Regions from separate parts of the Salmo salar genome. Here region 1 is linked to region 2. Evidence: chromatin contacts called from public Hi-C data. All regions are on one chromosome and are shown on one strand. Each heading gives the region's core, a stretch centred on a gene start, on an enhancer-like site or on the middle of the called end of the contact. The rest is flanking DNA. Distances are from core to core; before and after follow the strand shown. Region 1 holds the start of ppp1cab (protein phosphatase 1, catalytic subunit, alpha isozyme b). Region 2 holds the start of pelo (pelota mRNA surveillance and ribosome rescue factor).

Region 1 (5,948 bases), core at 3,419-5,918, 180 kb before region 2:
CGATTCTAGAATTGATTTTGGATTGGAGATGTTTAATATGAGTCTGGAAGGAGAGTTTACAGTCTAGCCAGACACCTAGGTATTTATAGTTGTCCACATATTCTAGGTCAGAACCGTCCAGGGTGGTGATGCTAGTTGGGCGGGCGGATGCGGACAGCGAACGGTTGAAGAGCATGCATTTGGTTTTACTAGCGTTTAAGTGCAGTTGGAGGCCACGGAAGGAGTGTTGTATGGCATTGAAGCTCGTTTGGAGGTTAGCTAGCACAGTGTCCAAGGAAGGGCCAGAAGTATACAGAATGGTGTCGTCTGCGTAGAGGTGGATCAGTGAATCACCCGCAGCAAGAGCGACATCATTGATATATAGAGAGAAAAGAGTCGGCCCGAGAATTGAACCCTGTGGTACACCCATAGAGACTGCCAGATGTCCGGACAACAGGCCCTCCGATTTGACACACTGAACTCTGTCTGAGAAGTAGTTGGTGAACCAGACGAGGCAGTCATTAGAGAAACCAAGGCTATTGAGTCTGCCGATAAGAATACGGTGATTGACAGAGTCGAAAGCCTTAGTCAGGTCGATTAAGACGGCTGCACAGTACTGTCTTTTATAGATGGCGGTTATGATATCGTTTAGTACCTTGAGTGTGGCTGAGGTGCATCCGTGACCGGCTCGGACACCGGATTGCACAGCGGAGAAGGTACGGTGGGATTAGAAATGGACAGTGATCTGTTTATTAACTTGGCTTTCGAAGACTTTAGAGAGGCAGGGCAGGATAGATATAGGTCTATAGCAGTTTGAGTCTAGAGTGTCACCCCCTTTGAAGAGGGGGATGACTGCGTCAGATTTCCAATCTTTGGGAATATCAGATGATAGGAAAGAGAGGTTGAAGAGGCCAGTGATAGGGGTTGCAACAATTGTGGCGGATAGTTTTAGAAAGAGAGGGTCCAGATTGTCTAGCCCAGCTGATTTGTACGGGTCCAGGTTTTGCAGCTCTTTCAGAACATCTGCTATCTGGATTTAGGTGAAGGAGACGCTGGGGAGGCTCGGGCGAGTAGCTGTGGGGGGGGGGGGAGCTGTTGGCCGGGGTTGGAGTAGCCAGGAGGAAGGCATGGCCAGCTGTAGAGAAATGCTTATTGAAATGTTCGATTATCATGGATTTATCGGTGGTGACCGTGTTACCTAGCCTCAGTGCAGTTGGCAGCTGGGAGGAGGTGCTCTTGTTCTCCATGGACTTTACAGTGTCCCAAAACCTTTTGGAGTTAGAGTTACAGGATGCAAATTTCTGCTTGAAAAAGCTAGCCTTTGCTTTCCTGACTGACTGTGTGTATTGGTTCCTGTTCCCTGAATAGTTGCATATCACGGGGACTATTCGATGCCATTGCAGTCTGCCACAGGATGTTGTTTTGCTGGTCAAGGGCAGTCAGGTCTGGAGTGAACCAAGCAGAGATGGGTGGCTAACAAGAAAAAATAAAACAGACACTCTCTCACACAAGTATGTAAATCCCGTGTGGCTCAGTTGGTAGAGCATGGTGTTTGCAATGCCAGGGTTGTGGGTTCGCTTCCCACGGGGGACCAGTACGGGAAAAACATTTATGAAATGTATGCATTCACTACTGTAAGTCGCTCTGGATAAGAGCGTCTGCTAAATGACTAAAATGTCAATATATTGTAACTACTTGCTTTTATATGTATGCTCCATTTTATTTTAGGATTGGAGATATTTTGGCCTACAGATTGTGTTATCCATTTCCCACAACGAACATGTGCAGTTGTGCTTACTCACAGTTGGTGGAGAGGTCATGGTTAGGAGAGATGGTGGCTGACAAGGAAAAAGAAAATACAACATGCACACACACTCCCTTGGAGTTTGTCATCTGGAGCTGAAAAATAGAGAGATGGGAAGGGAGGGGAGGAAGAGTGCAGTTTAAAGGTTTATCATCAATAACTGACACAATTCTATAATGAATACATATTAGAATAATAATACATAGTGACAAATAGTTACTGATTTGTGATTGTTTAGCGTTTTATTTACTTCACAGTTAGTGCCCCAAGGAGGGATCGAACTGTGTCTCAAAAGCAGCAGAAAAGGACAAATAAGGTCAAATAACTTTACAAACATTGGTTGTGGTGGAAAAATAAATATAGCCAGTTACAACTGTTATGGCTTAACAGATCACAAAAAAAGATACATTTTTACCTGGCTAAAAGAGAAAGAATATCATATATTTTTCATAGGCAAAGAAACTCAAAAGGGGTGATTATATTAATTAACAACAATTTTGATACGATTGTGCAAACTGTGCTAAAGAAAATGGATCCTTTTAAATATATTATTGGACCAAAAACATATCTGGGTAATTAACCGGTATGGGCCAAATAATAATGACTTCTTCGAAAATATTGGAAAGTATTCAGACCCCTTCCCTTTTTCCCACATTGTGTTACGTTGCAGCCTTATTCTAAAATGTATTTAAAAAATATATATTATCATCAATCTACACACAACACCTCATAATGACAAAGTGAAAACAGGTTTTTACCTTTTTTCTCTAATGTATAAAATATTAAAAACAGAAATACCTTATTTATATACGTTTTCAGACTCTTTGCTATGAGACTCGAAATTGAGCTTACGTGCATCCTGTTTCCATTGATCATCATTGAGATGTTTCTACAACTTGATTGGAGTTCACCTGTGGTAAATTCAATTGATTGGACATGATTTGGAAAGGCACACACCTGTCAATATAAGGTCCCACAGCTGACAGTGCACGTCAGAGCAAAAACCAAGCCATGAGGTTGAAGGAATTGTTTGTCGAGCTCCAAGATAGGATTGTGTCAAGTCACAGATCTGGGGAAGGGTACCAAAACATTTCTGCAGCATTGAAGGTCCCCAAGAACACAGTGGCCTCCATCATTCTTAAATGGAAGATGTTTGGAACTACCAAGACTTCCTACAGCTGGCCACCTGGCCAAACTGAGCAATCGGGGGAAAAGGGCCTTGGTCAGGGAGGTGACAAAGAACCTGATGGTCACTCTGTCAGAGCTCTAGAGTACCTCTGTGGAGATGGGAGAACCTTCCAGAAGGACAACCATCTCTGCAGCATTCCACCAATCAGGCCTTTATGGTAGAGTGGCCAGATGGAAGCCATTCCTCAGTAAAAGGCACATGACAGCCCGCTTGGAGTTTGCCAAAAGGCACCTCAAGTCTCTCAAACCATGAGAAACAAGATTCTCAGGTCTGATGAAACCAAGATTGAACTCTTTGGCATTAATGCCAAGAGTCACGTCTGGAGGAAACCTGGCACCATCCCTACGGTGAAGCATGGTGGTGGCAGCATCATGCTGTGGGGAAGTTTTCAGAGGCAAGGACTGGGAGACTAGTGAGGATCGAGGCAAAGATGAACAGAGCAATGTACAGAGAGATCCTTGATGAAAACCTGCTCCAGAGCGCTCAGGACCTCAGACTGGGGCGAAGGTTCACGTTCCAACAGGACAAGGACCCTAAGCACACAGCCAAGACAATGCAGGAGTGGCTTCGGGACAAGTCTCTGAATGTCCTTGAGTGGCCCAGCCAGAGCCTGGACTTGAACCTGATCGAACATCTCTGGAGAGACCTGAAAATAGCTGTGCAGCAACACTCACCATCCAACCTGACAGAGCTTTAGAGGATTTGCAGAGAATGGGATAAACTCCCCTAATACAGGTGTGCCAAGCTTGAGGAAGAATCAATGCTGTAATCACTGCCAAAATTGCTTCAACAAAGTACTGAGTAAAGGGTCTGACTACTTTTTTTTTTTTTTTTTTTATTCTCAAACTGTTTTTGCTTTGTCTTAATGGGGTATTGTGTGTAGATTGACGATGGGGGAAAACGATTTAATAAATTTTAGAATAAGGTTGTAACGTAACAAAATGTGGAATAAGTCAATGGATCTGAATACTTTTCCCGAAGCCACTGTATATGTAGCAGAAAAGCTAAAAACTAAAAAAAGATGTGTCCTCTGAAGAGGGGGGATGGGTTATATTTTGGGTTAATATATTTTGTACTACCAAGAAATGTATTGAACTATATGAATCATGCATTGAACTGCATCCATCTATTATGCCAACAATGCCTTACTGTATGTCATGGAATTTTGAGTCAAATAGTACCTATTTTTAAAACCTTTTATGAAGTAGCTTTTGTGGCATGAACTGGGAATTTAATATTTTTGACTGACATTATGATTGTGTTTGTTTAATATCTGCAGAGTAGTTAAAACAGTCAGTTCCACTTTAAGGGCCCTGAGTATAATGGACACCCCTTGTACTGCGACACACTGTACAGGAAATTGTGTATGGTTCAATGTTCGTACAATTTGAAAAATGGAATGGATTTAAACTGATTGCCCACTATTTAAGTGCATCAAAATTAGCAGCAACGCTGGTGTTAACTCTGGATTTGGAAACTAGAAGTGCTCATTGCTGCAACAATGTACAGTAAATTGTGTACAGACAAAACATTGTTGATCTAATTCTTTGTATCATAACCTGTACATAACAGAACGCTATTTGTGCACATTTTCCACAATTGTCGCTCTAATTATTCATTTACAACACGCTCAGGACTGGGCTCCTATTCTGAAGCGTTCAAAAAAATCGTGACCCGGAAGTACTTAGTTATTCTTGCCTGCTTCTCAGCGGTCCTTTTGTTGAGGGCTGGGTGCTATCCAGTTGAAGGTGAAACATATTGAAATATAACTCGGTGAAATCTAAACCGGTATGAAAACTCGATAATTAACGCCTTTTGTTGAAATATTCTTCGGGGAAATCCATAAACATTTCCCCCCCAACTTCAACTATTGAGGCATTATCTGGCGCAAGGTTAGCGGGCTAACGTTAGCTGATTAAACTAGCTCACCTAGTTAACAAGCCTGCTACATTTTTTTTGATTATTCGAAACGGAAAACTTATCACAGGAATATTATGGCAGAAGCCGATAAATTAAACATCGACTCCATCATACAGCGACTTCTGGAAGGTAAGAACATCTCTTCCCCCCCCCACATTTTTTTTGTGGTGAACTAGCAACTTCACAGGCCATCTAGCATCAACGACTAAAGCTCACCATATGCTTCCCAGTCGAAACCGGTCGCGCATATATTATGACGACATTTTGTGACGTTTTTGTTATTTTTGGTGTTCGGCGATTTTTTTATTTTCTTTTTCGTCTGTTCGAGCAAATAACTTATACTGTAACGACCCTTGGTTTATAAGCGCGGATATCGACTGCCGCTTGAGCATGCTTTTGAGGCACAGTCGATAGCGCGCTGGACTTCGGGCTAGAAGATCGAGGGTTCGAGGCCTGCTCCCTGCCTGTTTCATTACAATAGAAGCCTGACGGGGCGCTGTTTTGAAGTTACCACGTCCCACCGTTGTAAAAAATATTTGGGAAGATATAATAATGCTTTTATTAATGTCTACTTTTGTTTTTACCACATTTATTATATTCCAGACACCTTAATGCATACTTACAAATGTTATTATGTAAGATAAAAATACAAAAAAAATCTACATTTTCCTCAGTATTTTTTTTGTAGTTCAACTGTTCTTGGAATTTTCAAAAACACTTTAACACATGTAATTTTGTCCTTTGACAAAACATTGAATTCAAATATTGTGTATTTATTCTGCTTCTTCTCGGGAGTGTCAATATGGCCGATCGGAGGCTTCTTGGCCTCTCATTGGCCTATACATAGCATATGCACTCCAGGGTTTATATACATTATGTTAGCTTCACATAGTTGAGTTGTGGTAAGAGCAAACCGAACCTAGTATGCAGACACCTTTATCTGGCTAGCTGGATAGGTAGTTGGCTAGCCCTCGATCATGACTCTCAGTTCCGTTACATTACGTATAATTCATTGGACGAAGGTGTCTTCTTTACAGGGGGGTTTGTTATGAGTCT
Region 2 (6,066 bases), core at 1,357-3,856:
ACCAAAAGAAATGGTGTGCAATGTGTAGGCCCACTGAGTGTACATTCTGAACCTTGTTTGAAGTCATTAGGTCACATGACCAAAGAGCTATTGAAATTCGAATGTAAAAAAAGTTTGTACTTTTACGCTCCCTAACTAATTAAACTAGGAATACAAAATGCTGCTTACATTTCCACATTTATTAGCTTTGCAAAGTGAATTATTGTCCAAATCGTGAAAATAAGACCTGTGCAATGTTGTGCGCAATATTTCCAACATCATGACACTTATTTGGAGTCTGTGGCTCAAGTGGTTTGAAAGCTATTGAGGTTTGAAAGCGCGAATATCCAACCTGAAACTGTCTTCATCTCGGCGTCAACATGACATTGCCGGGGATTTATATTGGAGAAGCATTTTGCCTAGCTTTATACTGTACTGTCTTTGGGTACATATAAACTGTGTGGTTAAACTGCAGTAACGAAGCAAAAGTGTTTAAACCGAGCAGTTGAAACCGTGTTTCTATACCGGAAGCCTTGCCCCTTTATGACGTAATGTACAGGCCACCACCGATGTGAAACAGGCAAGAATAACTAAACACTTCCGGGTCACGAATGCGCACCAGCACTGACGTTTGTGTTTGAGCCCAGCGCAATCCTTCAGAATAAGAGTCCCGTCCTGTATCCTTATTAAATGAATAAGTAGGGCGGAAATTATGAAAAAATTGCACAATTAGCGATATAGTTTACACTAGATACTATACAAAGAATATTTAAAAGTATTTCTATAATAAATATTTGTATTTATTTTAAGCTTAAATGGTTAACAAGGTTGTTTGTGCACTCCTATCATTTATAACAGCTGTACGTTATTGCCTATACATTGTGTTGCAGTAATAGGGGTTCCCATTCTACTTAGGAGCACATTTACTATCCAAATCCACATAGTTTACACACCGAGGAGCGTCATCTTTCACACTCAACAGCGTGAAACCTGCGGTTGCAGATGGTGAGGTTGCCGTAGCAGGCGGTGATACAGCCCGACAGGCCTGTAAAAGTTTGTGAAGGTCTTAGGGGCCAAGCCGAATTTCTTCAGCAGCCTGAGTTTGAAGAGGAGCTGTTGCGCTTTCTTCACCATACTGTCTGTGTGGATGGACCATTTCAGATTGTCAGTGATGTGTACGCCAAGGTACTTGAAGCTTTTCACCTTCTCCACTGCAGCCCCATCGATGTAGATGTGGGCGTGCTCCCTCTGCTGTCTCCTGAAGTCCACAATCAGCTCCTTCGGTTTGTTCACATTGAAGGAGAGGTTATTTTCCTGACACCACTATGCCAGGGCCCTCACCTGTACGCTGTCTCGTCGTTGTTGGTAATCAGGCCTACCACTGTTGTGTCGTTTGCAAACTTGATGATTGAGTTGGAGGCGTGCGTGGGTAAACAGGGAGTGCAGGAGGGAGCTGAGCACGCACCCTTGTGGGGCCCCTGTGTTGAGGATCAGCGTAGTGGAGGTGTTGATGCCTACCTTCACCACCTGTAGGCAGCCCGTCAGAAAGTCCAGGACCCAGTTGCACAGGGCAGGGTTCAGACCCAGGGCCCCAAGCTTGATGATGAGCTTAGAGGGTACTATGGTGTTTATGTTCGTGTTGTGGAGTAACTACAATGTTGTTGATCCATCCGCAGTTATCTCATATAACAGCTATTAAACCCTATAACTGTTTTAAAATCACCATTGGCCTCATGGTGAAATCCCTGAGTGGTTTCCTTCCTCTCTGGCAACTGAGTTAGGAAGGGCCTCTTTGTAGTGACTGGGTGAATTGATACATCATCCAAAGTGTAATGAATAACTGCACCATGCTCAAAGGGATTATTTAATGTCTGTTGTTTTTTACTCATCTACCAATGGTCTTTGTAATTGAATCTGTGCTTGATATTCTCTGCTCGACTGAGGACCTTACAGATAATTGTATGTGTGTAGTCGTTCAAAAATCATGTTAAACACTATTATTGCACAAAGAGTGAGTCCAGGCAACTTATTATGTGACTTGTTAAGCACATGTTTACTCCTGAACATATTTAGGCTTGCCATAACAGAAGGGTTGAATACTTATTGACTCAAGACATTTCAGCTTTTCATTTTTAATAAAACAATTTAAATGTCTATAAACATAATTCCACTTTGACATTATGGGGTATTGTGTTTAGATCAGTGACACAAAACCTAAATTTAATCCATTTTAAATTCAAGCTGTGATATAACAAAATGTGGAAAAAGTCAAGGGTGTGAATACTTTCTGAAGGCACGGTAAATAGTGATCGAACACTGGTCACAATGTTTACATACTGTTTTACCCACTTCGTATGTATAGACTGTATTCTAGTCAAGGCTAGTCCTATATAACTACTTCTGTATGCACATTTTCTATTAATATACTGTCCATACTGTCTATACACACCATTGTATATACATATATATATTTATATTCCGGACTCTGCTCTTTCTGATGTCTTAGTTTTTTTAATTTATGTGTATCGTTTTGTATTGTTAGGTATTACTGCACGAATTTCGAAAGAACCAAAAAATCTACCGTCTTCACTGTGGGACTTTTATTTTGAACGGAAGTTTCCACCTTATTCTTGCGAGGTATAACTTATTCTTGCTGGCGGAACGGAGGTCAGGCCACCAACCCTAATCTCTTGAGTGGTTCATTCTAAAGAAATAGACTCTTGAGAGGGAGTAAATATGACACTAGCTAAATGTAATAATAGCGCCTTCATATGCTAACAAATAGTACTGTTGTTTATAACAAAGCTATTACACCATGAAGTTGCTTCATAAAGATATCGAAAAAGACAATGCCGGGTAAGTAAGCGTCAACAGGCTAGCTAGCTGGCAAGCTAACGTACAATAACGCTAGCGCAAGTCTGTCGCCTTATTTTGTTGCTAGCTAGCACAAGTGTCCGACGTAGCAGTACATACATCTGGTGCAGTGCAACTATTCACAGTCACCACCAGTGTATTGTATGCATCTCGATACATCATTAAACAAGAACAATGTTGTATCCATGTGTTGTTGAATTTGACATGGAAATGGCCGTCCTGGTTTATCAGCTGCTGAGCACAAAATATGGGCAGTTGTCCATACTCATAGTCATGCATACTAGCTAGCTTAGCTAGAATATCATCATAGGAATACCATTGCATTATAATATTGTTGTGCTGAGTGCCCTATACCAGGGGTTTTCAAACTTTTGTTGTTAAGGGACCCCCGCGCAGGCAAACCGGCGAATTAGGCTGGACACTTTTTTTCTGATAACTAGTTCATTGCATCGGTTGTGGAGCCCAGTATCATAATATTACTGTATGTCCCAGCTGCTTGCCGTAGTTTTGAAGTAATCACGAAAAAACTGGCTTTATTAGTTATATTGAGCAACGTGGCACTAAGTCGCCTTCTGAACGTTCTATTCCCAGTTTATTGTTCTATGTTACAATGCCTGCTTCGCTATCGATGGCAACGAGACCTGCCCACGTTGCTGGTAGTTAGAATGGAAACAACAACCAAAAAATACTCATGGAACTCTGAGGTCGTCCCATTGTTTACTATAGGGAAATATAGGCATGTCTGTCTATTTTGCCAAATATCTCGCAATGTTTATATTTTGATTTTTTTTCTCAAATTGGAAACTTTTAAACAGGATAATCTCCTCTTTCTAATTGTGTAAGGCTTCCCCCCATTGTTCCCCCCATTGTTTTCCTATGGAGAGGCATACTGGTATATTTTGCCATCTCGCAAGGTGTATATTTATATTCTTTTCAAGTCGGACACCATTGTTAATCAAGATAATCTTCTCTTTCTAATTACACAAGGTTGGGCAGCGTACTCTCCTGTCATCGGTCGCTGGACCAGAAATAGTCAAAAGTTGCCATTTCCCCCCTACATGTTATGCAGACATAAGCACACTTGGCACCATCGATGTGCGGATGTTTACTTTCTACACGAGTAGTTATTTTTAAGTTTCGTCCTAAGAACATATTGTAGTGGTAAAATAAGAAAGGATACATTTTTTGGTGCCATTTAGGCATCTCTCCAGTCAAAACAGGCTCTGTGAACGTTAGATTCCATTCATTAGCTATGGGCTCACGCTAGTGTTCCATCTTAGCCAACGTTCTTTTGCCATTTTTCAGCCTTGGGTGAATTTTAACACGTTCTATTGTCCAGACGACCCATATGTTAGCAAAAATATATACAATCCCGTCATGTTTTATTATAAGGTGAATGTCAAGTAGAAGTAATCAACATTTTCAAATAAATAGATTTGGTAGACAGTTTATTTTTATCTTGTGGTTGATCAGTGTAATCTGCAGTACTGAATAAGTGTGCTGTTGTCCATGACCCCACAGAGAATGATACTGGTGCTCACCGACAGGACCTAACAAGTTATTGGGATCCCTGTGCGATGGTTCCATACAAACTATGTTTTCAGATTTGTATTTATTTTAGCTAAATAATCTCTCTCACAAAACACATCGTTTCCCACGGGGGACCAGTACGAAAAGAAAAAAAAATAATGTATGAAATGTATGCATTCATTACTGTAAGTCGCTCTGGATAAGAGCGTCTGCTAAATGACTGGGCCACAGTTCATTGTAAGGGGAAGTGTAAACTCTTACATAGTCTTTTAACCAGAAATGTAAAGGTTTCTTGGCATACAGAAAATGTTACTGTTGGAAATCACATTTTCTGCAGTACACATTTTGAAGTTTTGAAACTAATTTACTTGAATTCTGTGCATTTTGCCATGGCTAATGCTGTGTTCCTCTGCGCAAACATTACAAAATCAATGAGCATGTGCCTTGAATGCCTGGTTTTTGGAATTTTCAATTCTCCTTGACATTTACATTTAACCTCTCTTGGGGAGGTGGGACGCTACCCACCCACGGTTCACACTATTCAACAGCCAGTGAAAAATCTGAGCGCCAAATTCAAAACCACAAAATGTCATAATTCAAAGTTCTCGAACATAAGACTATTTTAAACCATTTTAAAGATACACGTCTCCGTAATGTAACCACATTGTCCGATTTCAAAAAGGCGGTACGGCGAAAGCATAAAGTTAGATTATGTTAGGACAGTTCCAACACAAGAAAAACCACACAGCCATTTTCCTAGCAAGGACAGGTGTCACGAAAACCAGCTAAAATTATGCACTAACCTTTGACGATCTTCATCAGATGACACTCCTAGGACATCATGTTACACAATACATGCATTTTTTGTTCGATCAAGTTGATATTTATATCCAAAAACAGCATTTTACATTGGCGCGTGATGTTCAGAAAATATTTTGCCTCCAATACTGCCGGTGAATCAGCACTACAATTTACAAAAATACTCATCATAAACGTTGATAAAATATTAAACTGTTATTCAAAGAATTATAGATGAACATCTCCTTTATGCAACCGCTGTGACAGATTTAAAAAAAGCTTCACGGAGAAGTACTGCGCTCAGAAAAAGACATCAAGCAATACAGATACCCGCCATTTTGGAGTCATCTAAAATCATAAATAGCATTAGAAATATTCACTTACCTTTGATGATCTTCATCAGAAGGCACTTCCAGAAATCCCAGGTCCACAATAAATGTTGTTTTGTTCGATAAAGTCCATAATTTATGTCCAAATACCTCCTTGTTGTTTGCGCGTTCAGTAAGCTACTCCAAGTGTAGGAAGCACGGCCAAAAGTTTGAACTCTTTGGCTTGATTACCAAGTTTCACATCTGGAGGAAACCAAGCATCGCTCTTCTTGGCCAATACCATCCCTACTGTGAAGCATGTTGGTGGCAGTATCATGCTGTGGGGATGTTTTTCAGCAGCAGGGACTGGGAGTCTAGTCAGGATTGAGGGAAAGATGAACTGAGCAAAGTACAGAGAGATCCTAGATGAAAACCTGCTCCAGTGCAGGAGTGGCTTTGGGACAAGTCTCTGAATGTCCTTGAGTGGCCCAGTCAGAGCCCGAACCTGAACCCGATCAAACATCTCTGGAGAGACCTACAATAGCTGTGCACCGACTCTCCCCATCCAACCTGACAG

The links. Hi-C and Micro-C count contacts between places; a contact is called where the count stands out from the background.
Region 1: a Hi-C map of gill shows a contact between it and region 2, with 2.9 times the contacts expected there. The contact joins the promoter of ppp1cab here to the promoter of pelo in region 2. A contact is called at or near these places in 2 of 3 Hi-C or Micro-C datasets (gill and muscle).

Annotation. Positions count from the first base shown.
Region 1 is chrssa19:64,498,060-64,504,007 of Ssal_v3.1, reverse strand. It overlaps ppp1cab (protein phosphatase 1, catalytic subunit, alpha isozyme b), which reads left to right and starts at 4,668. Exons shown (of 7, transcript NM_001141712.1): 1 at 4,668-5,021. The coding sequence starts at 4,967.
Region 2 is chrssa19:64,313,206-64,319,271 of Ssal_v3.1, reverse strand. It overlaps pelo (pelota mRNA surveillance and ribosome rescue factor), which reads left to right and starts at 2,606. Exons shown (of 13, transcript XM_014158567.1): 1 at 2,606-2,835. The coding sequence starts at 2,795. It also overlaps LOC123729070.